Linked DNA regions of Mus musculus: region 1 is linked to region 2. A link is a contact called in public Micro-C data. All regions are on one chromosome and are shown on one strand. The core of a region is the stretch at or near the end of the contact, and the rest is flanking DNA. Distances in the headings are between cores, read along the strand shown.

What was found. A called contact is a pair of places that touch in the nucleus more often than the background predicts.
Region 1: a contact with region 2 is called in a Micro-C map of embryonic stem cells, with 2.0 times the contacts expected there. The contact joins the promoter of 1700017J07Rik here to the enhancer-like site in region 2. A contact is called at or near these places in 2 of 484 Hi-C or Micro-C datasets (embryonic stem cells and stem cell-derived epiblast-like cells) and 1 of 115 datasets of contacts at active chromatin or transcription factors (embryonic stem cells).

Annotation. Positions count from the first base shown.
Region 1 is chr2:168,976,932-168,979,631 of GRCm38.p6, forward strand. It overlaps 1700017J07Rik (RIKEN cDNA 1700017J07 gene), which reads left to right and starts at 1,338. Exons shown (of 2, transcript NR_040326.1): 1 at 1,338-1,629; 2 at 1,796-1,975.
Region 2 is chr2:168,693,140-168,696,055 of GRCm38.p6, forward strand. All of the region lies in intron 4 of Atp9a (ATPase, class II, type 9A), which reads right to left. Among named protein-coding and RNA genes, the nearest start is that of Atp9a, 47 kb to the right of the region's middle. RefSeq lists an enhancer at 1-2,753. Within about 2 kb of position 1,457, at least 41 of the 459 cell types and tissues checked have an H3K27ac peak or open chromatin away from gene starts, as enhancers often do. A contact at or near this core is called in embryonic stem cells, where this site is marked.

The DNA of each region.
Region 1 (2,700 bases), core at 88-2,587, 280 kb after region 2:
TGCATGTGCATACCATGTGCACGCAGTACTCTGGGAGACCAGAAGAGAACATCCATCCCTTAGAACTGGAGTTACAGGAAGTTCTGAACTCCCCGTGGATGCTGGGAACTGAACCTGGGTCCTCTGAAAGAGTGACAAGTGCTCTTAACTGCTGAGCCACTTCTAAAGCCCCAAGGCTGAACATAAAAAAACCCATCTTTATTCATTTTTTGAACTTTTCATATATGTATATAGTATATTTTAATCATATTCATCCCACCCCCTCTAACTTCCTTCCCTCCCTCCTTCCCTCCCTCCCTCCCTCCCTCCCTCCCTCCCTCCCTCCCTCCCTCCCTTTCTTGCCCTCCTCCTTTGTGACTCAGTGTGGGGAATTGCAGGCTGGTCTCCAGTCGAGCTGAGGTTTGAACCCGATGGTCATAATTTACCTACATGACACGGTAGGCGTTCCCTCATGTTCTTGGAACTCCAGGCACTGCCTAAGGTACCACCTCCCACAGCCCCCACAAGAGAAGCATGGTCAGTAGTCATGTAAGCAATGTCCCAAGCTTCTGACCTTCAGGCTAAACTCCTCCCCAGTTACCTAGCAACAGTGAAGACCATAAAAAGGGGTGCTCAGCCCCCACCTCGCTCTCTTACTCCTTTGTCCTCTACCTCTCACTTCTCTCTCCTCTTCCCTTCTCTTTGTCCTCTCTTCTCTCCTTTCTCTTTCTCTCTGAGCCTCTCTCTCTCTCTGTCTCTGTCTCTCCCCTTCTCTCTTTCCCCTGCATTTCTATAATTAAGCTCTTAAACCATGGAGTGTCTCTGCCCTTCAAGTTCCTCTGCGCCCTCTGGTCAGTGTTGGGAACTTCTTCCCCCATTCCCTCTCTTCCACAACCCTGGTGGCTTTAGCAAATTAGCTGGGGGGGGGGGTGTCCCCAGGCAGGGCTGCCCCTTGGCCACCCCTTCAAGAGTGAGATAGAGGAATGCCCACCCAGGGATGAGTGGATAGGGTAGGTAGCAGCCCTCTCACACCTGACTGACCAGAGAATAGGGAAACTCTGCCGGGGCATTGGGCATATTTTTCCTTCCCTTCTTCCCCAGGGCCCCATTCTTTATTTTGTTCCCAACAACTGAGTCTAGTCAGTGCTGGCTGTAAGCGCATGATTGGGTATGGGGCCATTCACTAGGCATGCTCACCCTGGCACTGGCCACACCCTGAAGAAATCCATCTCAAGCTTTCTTAGCGCCCACCAACGCCAACCCCTCAGCGGGAGGCGGAGCCCCGTGAGCCCCTTCCTTCCGGTTCTGGAATGCTATTTAGGTCTTGTGACAGAAACCATGGTAACTGAGTTCCCTAGGGCACATGCAGTCCTGAGGCAGCATTTAGCAGTCTTACTCTACCTCCGGCTCCAAGGACGTTCTTTCCATTGCTTTGCTGCTGTGCTGTCTAAACCTTGGAGAGGGAAGCCTGGTGGAGCTGAGGTCACATTCAGGGCTGAACACTCAGGCACTGTCAGCAGTTTGGTAGCCGGCCTGTGAGTGACTTCTAAAAGCCACGCATTCACTACAAGTTCTGATTTCAACCCCATGGTACAGTTAGCCATAGACCTCACGTCCTCGGGAGACCTCACACCTCAGTAAGCAATTCAGGTTCGTAGGTTCTGGGGGCTGCAACTGTGGCTAAGTTATCTGCTGCTTTTCCTTATCTATTTTCTAAGTTTTAAATATACATGTATGATGTATGCACATGGTGTGTGTTGTACATTCCACGAATTTACCATGCTACTCAGCAAACAATGCTCAAATTCATCTACAGATGCTTTAGTTACCATGAGATCCTACTGCCCTCGTCGGATGCTCGATGCGCTTCCAGTTCAGAGCCAAGGATATAAAGGTCTGTGTCAGAATAATGGTGAATCTGCCAGAATGAGTGCAAGCCAAACACCCCATTTCTTGGTGCTACAACCCGAATAAAACATATTAGCCGTTCCCTCCAGATGGTTCTCTATAGCTTGTTACTATTATAATTTGATATGCTCATATCTATGTGTAAGAAATCTTGGTTACTTATAAAGTCAGTGTCTCACTATAGAACGGGGGTAATTTTATTATTGTTAACTACTACTGTTATGTGTGCATGCAATCCCATGTGTGTGAAAACAGGGATGTGGAAGGCAGGTGGTGACAAGTTTCGGGAATCAGTTCTTTTCGTCCACTGTGGAATCCGGGATTTGAACCAGGTCACCAGGTTTGAGCAGCAGGCATGTTTACCAGCTGAGCCATTTCTTTGGTTCGGGTGAGTAGTTTAAAAATACTGATGCACACCATAAACAAAGTAGGAAAAGTGCAGGTTCGAAGCAAGAGTTGCAGATGTAGCTCAGTTAGTAGAGTCCCTGAGTTCAGTTTTCCAGTATCACATAAGCCTGGTGTGATGTCACAGGCCTCTAATCCAAGTACCTGAGGTGTAGAGATAGGGGGATCAGGAGTTCAAAGTCATCTCCAGCTACACAGAGAGCTAGAGGGTAGCCTGGGCTACATGAGTCTCAAAAGGAAAAAAGGTTTGAGAGGTTTCCTAAAGCATCCCGGCACAAACATTTAAATGAATTTACTTCTTTTTATGTGTATGGGAATTTTGCCTGCAAGGGGCTGTCCACTACACTAATGCCTTCAGAGGCCAGAAGAGGGCTTCAAGTTCCCTGGAACTGAAGTTATGGATGGCTG
Region 2 (2,916 bases), core at 207-2,706:
TTAAGTGTGTATGGCCCACCCCATACATGGTGGTGGTGGTGACGATGGGATGGGGGGGGGGTGTGCACACGTCTGTGGAGGCTGATGACAACTTTCAGGAGTTAGTTTCCTCCTTCCACTCTGAGTCCTGTGGAGAGGACTTAACCTGTCGAGTTTGGCGACAAGAGCCTGTATCCACTGAGGTGCCTCACCAGCCCTATTTCCTGAGGCGCTGGAGGACAGAGACGCAGTCTTCAGTGGCTGGTACCAACTCCCAAAGTGAAAGGCAATTTAGAACCCACAACTCCTAAGCGAGAATTAACCTCTGTCTTCCAGAAAGGAGGAAGAGAAGTGGAAAGAGCAGGAGGAGGAACAGAGAAGGGGGAGGGTGGGGACGGGGCACAGAAACGGGAGCAGGAAGCACCGGTGCAGCCAAGGCGAGAGCTGAAAATCCTTACTGGAGGGCCAGCAAGGTGGCTCAGTGAGTAAAGGGGTCTGCTGCCAAGCCTCACGATCTGAGTTTGATCCCAGGGACCCACAGGGTAGGAGAGAGGCAACTCCTGAAAGTTGTCCTCTTACCTCAATACACACACAAACACATACACAAACACATACACACAAACACACACACAAACACATGCATACACACACACATTAGACACACAAACATGTGCATACACACACACATTAGACACACAAACATGTGCATACACACACACACAAACACACACATAACACACAAACACACACAAACACACACACACACATACACACAAACACACACACGGTTTTTAAATCTTAAATTTTAACATGGGATCTGCACTTGGTTTTGACTAGTCTACAGCCAGCTCAAGAGGGGACATAGTACCAGAGCTTCCTCAGAAAGCACCCTGAGAAGTGAGCCCCAGAACCCATCCTTTCCCCTTCTGGGGTGCTCTACCCAGAATCCACCACTAGGCCCTAAGACTCCTTCACACATGCTTTTTATGTATGTATTTATTTATTGTGCATATGTGTAGTACACGTGTGCCACTGCACACATGCAGATGTCAGAGTGCAACCTTTCCACCAAGTGGACTCGACCTCGGGTCCTTAGGCTCAGCAGCAAGCACCTTTACCACTGAGCCACCCTGCCAGCCCCAAGGCTCTTTGGGTTTTGATGGGGGGGTTGTTATGTTTTGTTTTGTTTTGTTTTGTTTTTCTTCCGTGCACTGTTGGAGACTCCAACAGAAGCTGGAGTGAGATTCTTACGAAAGTGACATGGAAAATTTTCCAGACACTGCCCTGATCATTAACCGGCCACTTTCTCCGCCTCACCCCAGCAGGCTCGCAGGCCGCGTATACCGAGGACAAACAGCCAATGAGCACAGCTGTTTATTTCTATAGCGCTGGCCCCCAAGCCTTTCATAAGCACACCAGCAGGGCCGCAGCGGCCTTTCATGGGTGACAGCCCTAGAATAAGAGCGGCCTGTCTCTGTGGCAGGGAGACACCAGATGTTTCCTCGGACTGAAGCGCGTAAGTGACAACTCAGAAGGATCTACACGTACTCCACCCCCACCCACCCCCAAGGAGGGAAACCAGCCTTAAACAAATTCCAGGGCACAGGCCCGCGGGGGCCTGGTTTTGACCCCGAACACTCGAGTTACATTTCTAGTTTTCACGGTGAGCGCAGGGCAATGGCTAATGGATCACTCTCTAATCGAACTGTGGCAGCGGACAGACGAGCTGTAAATTCCACTCCCGAGTACACTTCCTGGGGCTGACATCAAAATACCTCCTCCCGGCTTAAAGGTGAAGCTTTCACATTCAAATGGCGGCGGTGGCAGTTCCAAACCCAGGAAAAGACTCACTGGCAATACAAGCCAAGGCTACCAAGCACCTTTGCTTAAGTCAGTTAAGAACCAGACGGAGGCGGGAGGGATTGCTTTTAAATATTGTAAGTTTATATTCAAGTTGTAAGTTATAGACACTTTTCAATAAATATATCAATGGCTAAAACCAGTTGGCAATGTCCCAAAAAGACAAATCGTCTAACAGCCTAGGAGCAGGAAGTGGCTTCTGAGAGAAGCTACAGTGCTGGGGGGATTCCCCAGGACCCACATGGAAAGATGAGAACTCACCCAAGTGATCCTTTGCCTTCCACGGGTGCCAGCACACCCACAACCACACCCACAAGAAATAAATACAGCCGGGCGTGGTGGCGCACGCCTTTAATCCCAGCATTCAGGAGGCAGAGGCAGGAGGATTTCTGAGTTTGAGGCCAGCCTGGTCTACAGAGTGAGTTCCAGGACAGCCAGGGCTACAGAGAAACCCTGTCTCGGAAAACCAAAAAAAAAAAAGAAAAAGAAAAGAAATAAATGCATGTGTGTATCTGAAATGATTAACCGTACAATTTTAATGTGAAGATATTCAGGGTTTTTGTTTTTGTTTTGTTTTGTTTTCCACTAAACAATGGATCCATTTACCAATGAATTACCATAAGTACCGAATATTAGCAAAGAAAAACTTCAAGTATCGCTTTGCATCTGTCTGACCTCAGGAGTCTGTAATAAATAAGTCCCTCTTAAAGACTCAACTGAGCTGCCGGCCTCGACCTTACTGGGGTGGGGTGGGGCAGATTTTTTTTCTAGGCTCAGGAACCAGCCTTGAGCCCTGTCCTGAAGGGTCTTTGCAGGACTTTAACACCTTAACATCAAGAGGTCCATTACTGGGGCCAGCAACATGGCTTAACTAGTTAAGCACTCACCACAAAAGCCCGATATCCTGAGTCACACACACACACACACACACACACACACCAGACATTAGTAAATAAAAGTAGGGGAAAGAACTCTGTAGTGGTTTGAATAGTTTTGGCCCCCACAGACTCATGTGTTTGAAGGCTTTGGCCCACAGGGAGTGATCCTATTAAGTGATACTATTCAGACCTTGTCAAA